2 separate regions of the Pan troglodytes genome follow, and region 1 is linked to region 2. Evidence: chromatin contacts called from public capture Hi-C data. All regions are on one chromosome and are shown on one strand. Each heading gives the region's core, a stretch centred on a gene start, on an enhancer-like site or on the middle of the called end of the contact. The rest is flanking DNA. Distances are from core to core; before and after follow the strand shown. Region 1 overlaps SMARCA2 (SWI/SNF related, matrix associated, actin dependent regulator of chromatin, subfamily a, member 2). Region 2 has its middle 230 kb from the start of SMARCA2.

Region 1 (6,553 bases), core at 682-3,181, 97 kb before region 2:
CTTGGTTTCAGTGGTGTGTAACTTCAGCAAGGGTGATTCCATTTTGGTTTGGCCTGTTGAGTCTAGTGCAGGAGCTCAGTCCAAACCAATGGCCTCCTATAAATGTTATTTAATAGCCTGTAGAGTTGAACGTCTTCAAGCCGTTTAACTCTCAAAGCTAAAAGAAGAAGATTGTGTAGTTACTAGTTAAAATAAAGGCAGTTTAAAGAGGTGAGGCTGGAGTAGGGCAAACTGAGGACAAAGATCTTCATTTTGCCCCATTTCTCTGGCTTCTTTTTATTCACTGTGTAGTTGTGTGGTCCTCCCTTGAGCAGTAATCATCCAAGCCAGTTGTTAGAACGCGTTTCCCTAGCAAGCTCTGTCATCCTGAGAAAGCAGAGGGGTAAACAATAAAGACTTAATTGTATCTCACCAACATTTTTGGGTCCCATTGGTGAGTAAGGCATCAATTTAAGTGCCTTTGGAAGCAATTTTGATTAAAATGATTTTTTTTAAGTTCTTAAACAGATTTCGGGATGATAGGAGATTCGGACATATTTTAAAACAAAACAAACTTATACAAGCAGAATTAAACAACCTGGAGAAAAGTACCTGTAATGTATTGTGCTAGTACAGGGGAAGGAGGGAACTGCGTAGGATGTTATAAAAGAAATGGTATTTTAGCCTTTTCTTAAAAGATGAGAATGCTTTGGGTAGGAAAGAGGGATCAGGAGGGTTCCAGGCCAAGGGAAGCATATGAAGGCTTGGAAATACGTGACCCCTGCTTACTGTGACTGTGTGTTTGGAACAGAGTTTTTAACAGCAGTAGACGTGGGGAGGAAAAATGAGGCCAGGGCCAGACCCTGGAGGCTATGCATGACCAAAGAATCTGGGCTTTATTCTATTTCATAGAAAGAGTTCAAAGCCTGAGCGTATTTGAAATGAGAGAATGAGTGATGTGTCCCTCTGTTTAAGCAGAGAGAAGATACCATTTGCATTGAAAAAGATTAATTGAAGAGGTCAAAGAAAGGGCAGGGAAAACCCATAAGGGAGGTCATTTAAATGTGACCCTGTGAGAGAGGAGACCCGTCTGACAGCAGGGAGACCAGGGGGAAAAGATTGCTTATGAACTATTTCAGAGGTAAACTATATGATGACAAATAGGACTGCAGGGATGTGATAAGGGAAACTGATCATTTTAAAGATTTCCAGGAGAGAGAACTGGGAAATGATGCTACCTTTATATGAGACGGACAGGATCCACAAAGAGAAATATTTGCTTGGTTGAAGGAAAAGTGATAAACTTGATTTGTGATGTTTGGTAGGACAGTGGAATTCCCAATTGGTGACTCCAAAAAGAAGCGCAGGCTAGAGAGAGAATTTTTGAAGCCATATGCATTGAGGTTGTAGGGGCCAAGGGAGAACTTCCCCCTTTCCCCTCTGAAGGTTCGTCGAGAATCAACTGACAAAGGCAGATTAATAGGAGAAAAGACATACAAAATGTTAACAGGCATAGCACGGGGAACTCACAGGAGGATGATTACCCAATAACCTAGTGCAATACAGAATCGTACATACCCTTTTCATAGGGGAGCGGGGAGATGGGGGGGATGTAGGCATTTCTTTTGAGGGGGCAGTCAATCATTAGAGGAAATGAATGGACAGAAGTCAGCTTGGAAATGATTTTTTTCTTGAAATTTGAATGAGCCCAAGAGGCAGGTATTATCTTGTGAAGGAGTCTTCTCAGATGTGGTGGCATTCCTCAGTCTTCTTTTCTGAGATAATGAAATTTCAGGGAGGAGAGGGAAACAGTTGTGTTTCTGTTGGTGACCCCTGCGTACTGTGACTGTTAAACTTTCTTGGCCAGATGAGGAAATTCCAGAGCAAGTCCGTTCTTGTGTCCTGCGCTGGATGGGGGTGGGACAAGACCAGGTTAGACGGACCTTGATTCTGAGGCAGCTTCTAAGGCCTCTAAGCATGTCAAGGCACCAGTCTTTGGGGTATCACTTTCTGAGTCCCGACAAGGTCATATTTGAAGCCATAGAGGCAAGTAGGACCCCGATGGCAGATTTTACACCCAGGAGGAGGAGGGCTTAGATTCCTCTCAGGAGTCTCTCATCAGTAGTTAGGGGCTGCTCAGAAAGCACTCACCATATGGAGGATTGGAGTCTATGATCCAGGCTGCTCAGCAGGACTCCACAAAAGAGCTCCGTCTCCAGGAACAGTAAAATTAACAGCCCTCCTGAATTATGCCTTATGTCCCCTCCAGGGGGGCAGTAGTGAAGTTCTCTAGCAGCGAGGCCTCCGGAGGTCATTAAGAGACTCACCTGTTGCTGATCACAACTCACCTCACCTGTTGCTGCTGAGGACATCCAGACTTAGTGGTGCCTGGTGTGTACTCAGAAAGGGTAATTGCCCACATTTGACTGCATATTCACAATCTGTGAATGAAAACAAAAAGCCAAAAGAAAAGTTGGGGAATCTGCATTTAAGGAGAGAAAAATGTGGCTAGTAAACTTAGAGAAATGCGCTGGTTATGGTGGCTCATGCCTGTAATGCCAGCATTTTGGGAGGCCTAGGCGGACGGATCACTTGAGGTCAGGAGTTCGAAACCAGTCTGGCCAAAATGGTGAAACCCATCTCCACTAACAATACAAAAATTAGCCGGGCATGGTGGTGCATGTCTGTAGTCTCTCTGAGCTACTTGGGAGGCTGAGGCAAGAGAATCATCCAAACTCGGGAGGCGGAGGTTGCAGTGAGCCGAGACTGCAACACTGCACTTTAGCCTGGGTGACAGAGTGAAGACTCTTGTCTCAAAAAAAAAAAAAAAAAAAAAGAGAGAGAAACCCAAACACCATAGAAAGGAGAGACATTTTAAGTAAGGAGCAATGGAGGGGAAAGTAAATAAAATAGTTTAGACAAGACTAAGATGTGGGAATTAGAAAGCTTTTGGCAATTTTTAAAAAATTATTAATGTCCTTCTGGGTGCCAAGGAATTTTATTGTGTGGTCAGGCGGCAGAATCATCCGTAAAGGTGACCCTAGACACTTGACAATAAAGGGGAGGTGAGGAATGGGTGAAGTAGGGAAGATGCAGAGAGTTTGATGCTAGAGTTTATCCTTTAGTACTTGAAGATTGACATTAAAATACCTAGAACAAATACATTTGGACTTAGTGTTCCATAAATGGATATATATCTAAGAGCAGTTTTCCCAGGGAACCCTATCTAATAGTTGAATTCGTTCTCAACTGTTTTTACAGTATCTAGTTTCCCTCCCTCATTACTGTGCTATGTACTCTAGGGGAATTGAGAAAAACGAAGGCATTATCTTTGTAAGAAGAAAAAATCAAGATGATCTGGCACACCTGGAGGGGTAGTGGAATGGGAGTTGATCACTGAACATGTATGCAATGTGCATAGGCACAGGGGATTGGGAAAGACATCCCAGGTGAGAAGTAAGAGTAATCACAAAGGTGGGAATAAATATGGCATGCTACGGTGTGGCATGGGGTTTGTGTTCCTATTATTTGCAGAATGTTTGCCTAGCTGGGTGTCTTAGTCTGGGATGCTATACCAAAATACCATAGATTGGTTTATAAGCAGTTCTAGAAGCTGGCAAGTCCAAGATGAAGGCACCAGCAGATTCCATGTCTGGTGATTCTGTTTCCTGGTTCATAGACAGTGCCTTTTTGCTGTGTCCTCACATGGTAGAAGGGACATGGGAGCTCTCTGGGGTCTTTTTTAATAAGGGCACTAATCCCAATCATGACCTAATCACCTCCCAAAGGCCCCACCTCCTAATACCATCACCTTGTGGGCTAGGATTTCAAGACAGGAATTCTGGGAGGACACAATCATTTAGTCCACAGCAATAAGAAATATGGGAAATCAGGATGGGTAGGATCAGATCATAGAGATCTCCAGATTCTGTTACTGGATCCCACCACTTACTCAAAGTTAGCCTTTGGATCGGGGGTTTCCTAGGTATTGTGGCTTTGTGGTCACCAGAAAGATGTTGCTGAAAAGGGGTCCGGATCCAGATCCCAAGAGAGGGTTCTTGAATCTCGCACAAGAAAGAATTTGAGGAAAATCCATACAGTAAAGAGAGAGCAAGTTTATTAGGAAAGTAAAGGGTTAAAGAATGGCTACTCCATAGGCAGAGCAGCTTCGAGGGCTGCTGCTTGCCCATTTTTGTGGTGGTTTTTTGATGATATGCTAAATAAAGAGTGGATTTTTCATGCCTCCCCTTTTTAGAGCACATAGGGTAACTTCCTGATGTTGCCATGGCATTTGTAAACTGTCATGGCTCTGGTGGGAGTGTAGCAGTGAGGGCCACCAGAGGTCACTCTCATCACCATCTTGGTTTTGGTGGGTTTTGGCCGGCTTCTGTACTGCAAGCTGTTTTATCAGCAAGGTCTTTATGACCTGTATCTTGTGCTGACCTCCCATCTCATCCTGTGACTGAGAATGCCTTAACTGTCTGAGAATGCAGCCCAGTAGGTTTCAGCTTTATTTTACATAGCCCCTATTCAAGATGGAGTTGCTCTGCTTCAAACATCTCTGACAGTTCCATACAGGCAGGCTTGGAATTGATAGACTGAGGATAATTTAAGAAACTGAGTAGTGCAGTAGCCTCATGACAGAAGTGTTTAAGATCTGAGCAATAGGATACAGCTCATAACTATTTAGAAAAAGTACAGAATCGAGCTATTAAGTATTATTACAGGGAAAAAATGTACTGAGTGACCAAAAAAAAAAAAAAAAAAGCAAGGTACTATGACCTTCTTTATGACCCCCATTCCAAAAAGATGGAAGAGCAGATGCCTTCTTAAATAATCAGAACCAGTGGTGCATTGGTCAAGGAAACATTCATTAGGGTGAGAAAATAATATGTCACTTATATGTACATGTAATTTTTAATTAAAAGCATATATCTGTTTGCCACATCTTTCATTGTAAGGCTGAGATTGCCTCTTTGAGTAAACTGGCTAGAACACATAAATCACACATAATCTTTCTCACAGAAATAACACCTGTAATGTTTCACTTAGGATTTCCAGTTTTGGTGTTCTGGGCGTGGTGGCTCACGCCTGTAATCCTAGCACTTTGGGAGGCCAAGGCGGGAGTATCAGCTGAGGTCAGAAGTTCGAGACCAGCCTGGCCAACACGGCAAAACCCCGTCTCTACTAAAAATACGAAAATTAGCGGGGCGTGGTGGGCGGGCACTTGTAATCCCAGCTACTTGGGAGGCTGAGGCAGGGAAAATTGCTTGAACCCGGGAGGCAGAGGTTGCAGTGAGCTGAATTCGCACCATTGCACTCCAGCCTGGGTGACAGAGCCAGACTCCGTCTCAAAAAAAAAAAGTAGGGCCTCACCCAGGCTGTAGTGCAGTGGCATGATCACAGCTCATTGCAGCCTCCCTCAAACTCCTGGCCTCAAGTGATTCTTGCACCTCAGCCTCCCAAAGTGCTGGGATTACAGGTGTGAGCCACTATACCCAGTCATGAATGAGAATCCTAATATTAACAAAGCATGCTGAGTGTACACTTGCCTCCCAGTTGTAACAGTCTAGCCCTCACCAAATTCAACAGCATTTTTGTTGCTGCTGCTGTTTTTAAAGAAACTCACCTTTTTGGAGTCTTCTATTGTTCATGCTCTTTATAGAACTAAGAACCCAATTTCTTCTCACAGTTACATTATATTCGTTTATGTAAGTAATATCTAATTGAATTAATGTAGCTCCAGTAATAAGTATAACTAACATCAACATGTTTGGGAACACAGCTGATCACTGGTATTTGAGCCAAATGGCAAGAGCAGAGTGGCCTAGACAAGGAGGGTCTATGCAGTAGGCAGAGTCATAAGTAGAGGTCAGTTGAGTGAGCCTTTTAATTTCCTTCAGATTTATTGACTATCAGTTGTATACCCTCTAAGATTTTCTCTAGATACTCCATTTCTGGAACACATTTTAGGAGATGTTTTCTTTATTTTTTATTATTTTATTATTATTATACTTTAAGTTTTAGGGTACATGTGCACAATGTGCAGGTTTGTTACATATCTATACATGTGCCATGTTGGTGTGCTGCACCCATTAACTCGTCATTTAGCATTAGGTATAAGGAGATGTTTTCTTTCTTTTTTCTGAGACATACGCACATGCCACCACACCCAACTAATTTTTTTATTTTTTGTAGAGACAGAGTTTTGCCATGTTGCCTAGGCTGGTCTCTAACTCATGGCCTCTAGTAATCCTCCTGCCTCAGCCTCCCAAAGCACTGAGATTACACGTGTGAGCCACGGTGCCCAGCTTGTTTTCTATAGATCTTGCCATTGCCCATTAGAGCACTTTGTGTTTGTCTCTCCTGTGCAAATCCTTGACTGTGCTTCAGTTAACCTGGTCTCCTGGTGTCTCCTTCTCTGCCACCAACTCTGTTCATGTTGATTTCAGCCATGTATTACCAGCAAAACAGCTAGTCCTGGCTTGGAATACCAAAAAGCTATGGAAGCCATGCAAGGCCAGAATACAGCTAAGTGTGTTTATTAGTAAAACCTGCCTGTATTAGTCTGTTT
Region 2 (6,354 bases), core at 7-2,506:
TGGTGGGAAGCAGGAAATATTGCCAGGCCGGCAGGAATCCTGACCCTCTTGGTAACTCATCCTGTACCAAGCAACCAAGATAATTTTTTAAAGTACAGACTTGTGTGTGGAAATGTATCCTTCCCACAGCTCAACCTCAGCTTTGAAATGGTTCTCAACAGAAAGACACACAGGTAAACAGTAACTTTCTGAAGCACAATGAGTGGCCTCTGCTACAGAGACCAGTTTGGAGACTGCCACATAATACAATTTAAATTAAGCATGAGTATCTTTTTTTTTTTTTTTTTTGAGACAGAGTCTTGCTCTGTCACCCAGACTGGAGTGCAGTGGCACGATCTTGGCTCACTGCAACCTCCACCTCGCGGGTTCACACCATTCTCCTGCCTCAGCCTCCCAGGTAGCTGGGACTACAGGTGCATGCCACCACGCCCGGCTAATTTTTGTATTTTTAGTAGAGATGGGGTTTCGCCATGTTGGCCAGGCTGGTCTCGAACTCCTGACCTCAGGTGATCCACTCGCCTCTGCCTTCCAAAGTGCTGGGATTACAGGTGTGAGCCACCGCACCAGGCCGCATGAATATCTTTATTCATGAGCCTGGATCCCTAAGAATGAGGGTGCCTCTGACTATTCTTAATTCGTTCAGCGGTCACATTCATCGCACAACACCCAAAGACATATTTGGTCTGCAGTTCGCACCTACTCCTCTGGAGCTTTGAGCAGTTAATAACATTAGCTCGTTAGCATTAATTAAAAAGTATCTTATTACAGCAGGATCCAGAGTTACCACCTAGCCACTCTAAAAACCAGCGGTCGGCTTGACTTCTAGCAAAGCCTCTTTTATTGATGGCTTCTGTGGGTGTAGTTAACATCCGCCGTCCCCCGTCTGATCTCATTATTTCAAATCCTCGCATCCTGGCTGGCTTTGCCTTTTCTCTCTCTCCTCGATCCTCCCTTTACATAAATGCGATTGTTTCGTTGCTTCCTTCCTCGGAGCCGGGTTTTGTCCCGGCTTGGCTCGGTTTGCGTGTTTAAGAACGAGCGCCTAGGCCTCTGGGCGAGGGTCTAGAGCTCCCGCAGCCCTTCGCTGGGTGACCTCCTCCTGTCGGGGCCATTTGTCTTCAGGGCGTCTCTTTGAGGCTCTGAACAGGACGCTCCAAGTGGGGCCCGAGCGCTTGGCAGACAAGCCCCTGGATTGTTGCTAGAGACCCTCAGGTCGCTTTGGGGCGGAGCGCGCCTTTCAGGAATCCGGGAGCCTGGGATGCGCATGGCGAGGAGGGGGAAACGTGCTGGGGAGAAGGCAGGCCTTGATGTATGCCCTGGTGGACAAAAGCTGCTAGTGTCAGCTTGATTTGCACGATCAACATTCATGAGTTTCACCGCTTAGAAAGGGGGATTATCTGCAAACCGGAGACTGAATGGAAGCCATAAATAAGTGATTTCACACTACCAAGCAGGAGGAATATTCTACCTCCTAAATTATTCTGAACAGCATGTTTGGCCCCTTCCAGGTTCCCACCGCTCGCGAGCCCTCAGGGGTGGTGTGTGCAAACGGTGGACCTTTCGGCGCCTAAGAAACCGAGTGCTGAGCCCGGGAGCAGCGCCTGCTTTTCTTCCCAAGATCCACTCCGGGTTTTGCCTAGCGCTGCTCCGGGAACCCATTCCAGACGCGGGTAACGCCAGGCAACGTTTTCCTTCTCACCCGCCCACAGCCAGCCCCGAGCCGCCGGGGTTCCAGGCCCAACACAGCACAGATGCACGTTTCAAAATGTGCTCGAATATGCAGCCTGCATCAAAGGCGTTGGGAGGCTCTTTCATCCTCTCAGCTGCCTAAGAAGGGACATGCTCCCAGCTACCCTCATTTGTGGCTGGGTTTACTCTGAAATGAAAATGTACCTCTGGATGCAAAAAGAAAGGCTGGAAGGTTTTTTTCCCCTACTCCTTGCACCCGATTTCTCATTTTGCCTCGCCCTCACCCTCATCCTTTGTGTATGCCAGGCTGTGTTAACCCTATGAGAACCCCCGTGGCTTGCTCTTTTCTTTCTTCCTTACGGTTGTCATCCGGTTTGTAGCCTGACTTCTTCGGCCTGTCACGTACCCCTTCCTTTTCCTGGAAGTGGTTTTGTTGTAGGACAGCCACAGGTGGACGGCTGGACCTTACCCAGCTTTGAAGGGCGAGGACCGGGCGAAGGCAAAACCTGGGAAGGCTCTGGCTGCCCCCAGAGGACCGGGCGGAGCAACCACAGTCGCTGTGGTTATTACGTCCAGCCTCCTGGGACCTCCACTTAGCTTGGCTGTCACCCCGACCCCCGCCCGCACCTCCCCAGCTGCTGATCTCGGGGAGGCAGCCCTCCCTGAGGTGCTGAGGGCAGGACCCTGGCGAGCAGAAGTGAAGGGGTTAACAGCCATCTCCCTACTAGAATGGTGCCCTGATGTTTAATGGCAAATTACCCAGCAAGCACCTATTTTTAAAACTTTCACCCCTTTTCCTTGGGAACCCCCCACTGTTATGGAAAATTTAAGCCTTTAAAGAAAACACGTGTGAGTGTGTGTATGTGTGTGTTTGCGCGCGCATGAGCATGAGAGAGAGAGAGAAAGAGATAGTTGTCGAGGTAAGTTGAGAGATGGAGGGGAGGGGAAGGATTTCAGCATCATGACGTAGTATAGGAGGAAGCTTTGTCCCTGGAGGATTGATTTTGTGAGGGAGGGCAGAACCAGACGACAAGGGAAATTGAGATAATACGTCTGTACTCCGTAAAGGTGAGGGTCTACAACAGTCATCTAAGGCAGTGACAGACAAGGGTCCGCACACTGAAACCGCAGGGTGTCAACAAGGCACAGGAAAGAATGCAATGTAGGGCGCAGTTCTTTGGCTGGGCTAGGCGTGAAGCATTCGTGAGAAAGGTCTATACTATGAAGCCAGCTCACTGTAGACTTGGGACTCACTGATCAGCCTTGGCTCTCTGTGGAGACTCAGGTGTTTGCTAAATGAACATAAGATACTGCAGAGAAGGCTGCTAGTCTCCGAAGCTCATGGAAAGCGTTTCTTCCTGACCAACTGCAAAAGAGTAGATGTATACTGTGCTAACCTTTGTGAGGAAAAGGAAAAATGGGAGAAATACATGTACCTGCATATCTTTCAAAAAAATAGAAATATAGGAGGAATAAACCAGTAAAGAATGCAGTGAGATGAAGCAGGTCACCTAACAAGAAGGTGGGAAACAGGGTGGAAGGAATATGAGAGGGAGAAACACTTCTATGGTATAGCTCTTTGTATTATTTTTGATTTTTGGAAGTTTATTAATGTTCTATTTATTTAAAAGATTAAACCAAAAAGTATGGGAAGGGAGAAAAAACTAAAAACCAAACTGAAAAAAATAAACCCAACTGTATTTCAAATGAATAACCACACTGAAAGGGGGAAAAAATCCGAGTAGTTTATGAATACCCATTAGACCATATTCCATTAGACTTAGGTAGCGTGGGAGTCGGGAAGGACTTAAACACTAAACTCTTTTTACTGGGTTTGTTTTTGTAGCAGCATGGGCACAGAAGGATTCTGAAATGATTTTAGATATTTCCTGGTATTGAGCAAATCGGTAAACACATTGTTGTTGAGAGCCAGGGTTCTCACTGTGGAGAAGAAAGTTACAAATACAGAAAGAGAGAAGACACGGATGTAAGAAGAATGGATTGCAATTGGAGGTGTTGTTGTGGACTCATAATTTCTGAAATGTGTATATATGTGTATGTATTAATGTGATACATATATATATCTATCTATCTCCTGGCTTTGCCCACTGAAGCAGAAATCTTGGTAGCAGTGGCCATACCTAACAGCCACACCTTGCTTTTGAATGTAGTATTCTAACTAAGAGGAATAAGGGATCCTTAGAGAAAAAATGTTTCCAGGGCAGAGGCAGGAAATATGCAAGATAAACCTGGAACTGTTTTTTTTTAATCGAGGTGAAATTCACATAACAAAATCAATCATGTCAAAGTGTATAATCCCGTGGCATTTAGTACATTCCCAGGGTTGTGCAACCACCTCCTCTGTTTAGTGAGAGCCTGAAATGTCTTGTTATTCCAGAATGTAAGGAAATGTACAAAACATACTGGGGGCATGTCATGAGGACAGAGGAAGCAGGCTGGAGCGGCTTCCCCTGCCCATGTCTGGGACAGTTTGAATACCAAAATAATTATTGGTAGCCACAAAGTATAAAACATTGAAAAAGTAGATAGAATCCATTGTATATACTCATAAGCATAGAAATAAATAAGTAAATGTGTGAGAAGGATGGCTCTTTTTACAGTAGAATACTGTTATAAACAGAATTGTGTCCTCCTAAAATGCATATGTTAAAGCTGTAACCCCTAACGTGACTGTATTTGGAGATAGGGCCTTTAAGGAGGTAAGCAGGGTTAAATGGGGTCAATAGGGTGGGGCCCACATCCAATAAAACTAGTATCCTTAAAGGAAGAGGAAGAGACACCTGGGGCATGTACACAGAGAAAGACCAGTGAGGACACAGCAAGAAAGCTGTCATCTACAAACCAAAGAGAGAGGTTCAAGAAAAACCTACTCTGCTGGCACCTTGATCTTGGATGTCCAGCCTCTGAACTGTGAGAAATAAATGTCTGATGCTGAAGCCACCCAGTACGTGGTATTTAGTTATGGCAGCCTGAGCAGGCTAATACAAATACCTAGTGTCAACTGGTAGATGTAGCAGGAGAGCTGGAGTTGGGGGAAAAAATTATTATTTTACCACCACTGTGTACTTAAGATTGTTTCTGGCAAGAGTCACCCCATGTTCAATTTAGATAAAATTTTGGTGACGAATGAGCAATTTACATGTTCTTAAAATGTCTCCTCATAGATTGCCTTTTGGTTGCAAGGGGAAAAATAGTAATTATACAGTGGAGAAATCAGATACCCCTTTGACTAGTGATTGAAATGAACATCACCAATAAAGGACAGATAGACATCATGTGCCTCTGGATACGATGCCCCAAAGAGGAGATAATACTAGTCTTGTACTATTTGACTGGAAATGCATAGCCTGAGTTTAATAATGAGGAAGCGTTATAGAAACCCCAAACAAGGAACATTCCATCTTACAAACAGGAACTGTTTTTAACATGTCAGTGTCATAAAGAAGAAAAAAATCTAAAGAGATATGTCAACTCACTACGATATATGATTTTAGACTGAATCCTGTACTGAAAAAACATTACTGTGTCTGATAGGCAGCCACTAAAATGGTCCCACTTCCAGATATTTGCCCCTTTGTATAATCATTTCCCTTGAATGTAGGCTGAACTAACAACTTACTGACTTGCTTTTAATGAATAGAAGATGGTAGAAGTAATAGAATGTCACTTCAAAGATAAGGTTACAAAGAAATGCTGGAAGTTTCTACCTGTGGGGCTTGTTCCCTCACTTATTCTAAGGTACTAGCTGCCATGCTGTGAGCAGCCCTATGGAGAGGACCATGTGGTGAAGATATGAGAGAAACTTCTGGTCAACAGCCAGTGAAGCACTGAATCCTGCCAACAACCATGTGAGTGAGCAGGAAAGTGGATCCTCCCCACATTGAGCCTTCAGATGAGACCACAGCCCTAGCCTACACATTGATTATAACCTGGTCAAAGGACCCAGCTAGGCCGCATGCATACACCTAACTCACAGAAACTGAGATCATAAATGTTTGCTACTTTCAACTGCTAAGTTTTGAAGTAACTTGTTATGTATCTATAGATAACTAACACACCATGTTCCTTGACAAAACTGGAAGCTGCATAGTAGATTATATTAAAGTATTATATCAATGTTAAATTTACTGAAGTTGGTAATCTTACTCTGGATATGTAACACTGTAAGATAATATTCTTATTCTTAGGAAATATACACTGCACATGGATAAATTAGGTACAAGGACATGCTATTTCCAACTTTCAAATATATATTATCTGTCTCAAATGTTATATATTGAGATAGATATTTGACATATATGTAAATACAAATAAATTTGTATATATACATAGAAGAGAGAAAGGGGAGGAGAGAAAGGGGATGGAAAGAAGAATGGAGGAAGGGGTAAGAAAGAGAGGAAGAGAGCACAAGCGCAAATGATAAAGCAAGTACAGCAAACTGTTAATGAACAGTGTATACATAAGTGTTCTCTGTACTATTCTTATACCTTTTCTGTATGTTTGAAATTATTTCTAAGAAAGTTTTTTTTTTTTTTTTTTGAGACAGAGTTTCACTCTTGTTGTCCAGGCTGGAATGCAATGGCGCAATCTCAGCTCACCGCAACTTCTGCCTCCCGGGTTCAAGCAATTCTCCTGCCTTAGCCT

The links. Capture Hi-C pulls out chosen DNA fragments and counts their contacts.
Region 1: a capture Hi-C map of stem cell-derived neural stem cells shows a contact between it and region 2, with 2.8 times the contacts expected there. The contact joins two enhancer-like sites. A contact is called at or near these places in 2 of 7 Hi-C or Micro-C datasets (induced pluripotent stem cells and stem cell-derived neural progenitor cells), 1 of 1 datasets of contacts at active chromatin or transcription factors (stem cell-derived excitatory neurons) and 1 of 1 other capture datasets (stem cell-derived neural stem cells).

The regions. Positions count from the first base shown.
Region 1 is chr11:113,787,814-113,794,366 of NHGRI_mPanTro3-v2.0_pri, reverse strand. All of the region lies in intron 27 of SMARCA2 (SWI/SNF related, matrix associated, actin dependent regulator of chromatin, subfamily a, member 2), which reads left to right. Among named protein-coding and RNA genes, the nearest start is that of SMARCA2, 130 kb to the left of the region's middle. Within about 2 kb of position 1,931, at least 2 of the 24 cell types and tissues checked have an H3K27ac peak or open chromatin away from gene starts, as enhancers often do. A contact at or near this core is called in stem cell-derived neural stem cells, where this site is marked.
Region 2 is chr11:113,690,438-113,696,791 of NHGRI_mPanTro3-v2.0_pri, reverse strand. No RefSeq gene overlaps it. Among named protein-coding and RNA genes, the nearest start is that of SMARCA2, 230 kb to the left of the region's middle. Within about 2 kb of position 1,256, at least 23 of the 24 cell types and tissues checked have an H3K27ac peak or open chromatin away from gene starts, as enhancers often do. A contact at or near this core is called in stem cell-derived neural stem cells, where this site is marked.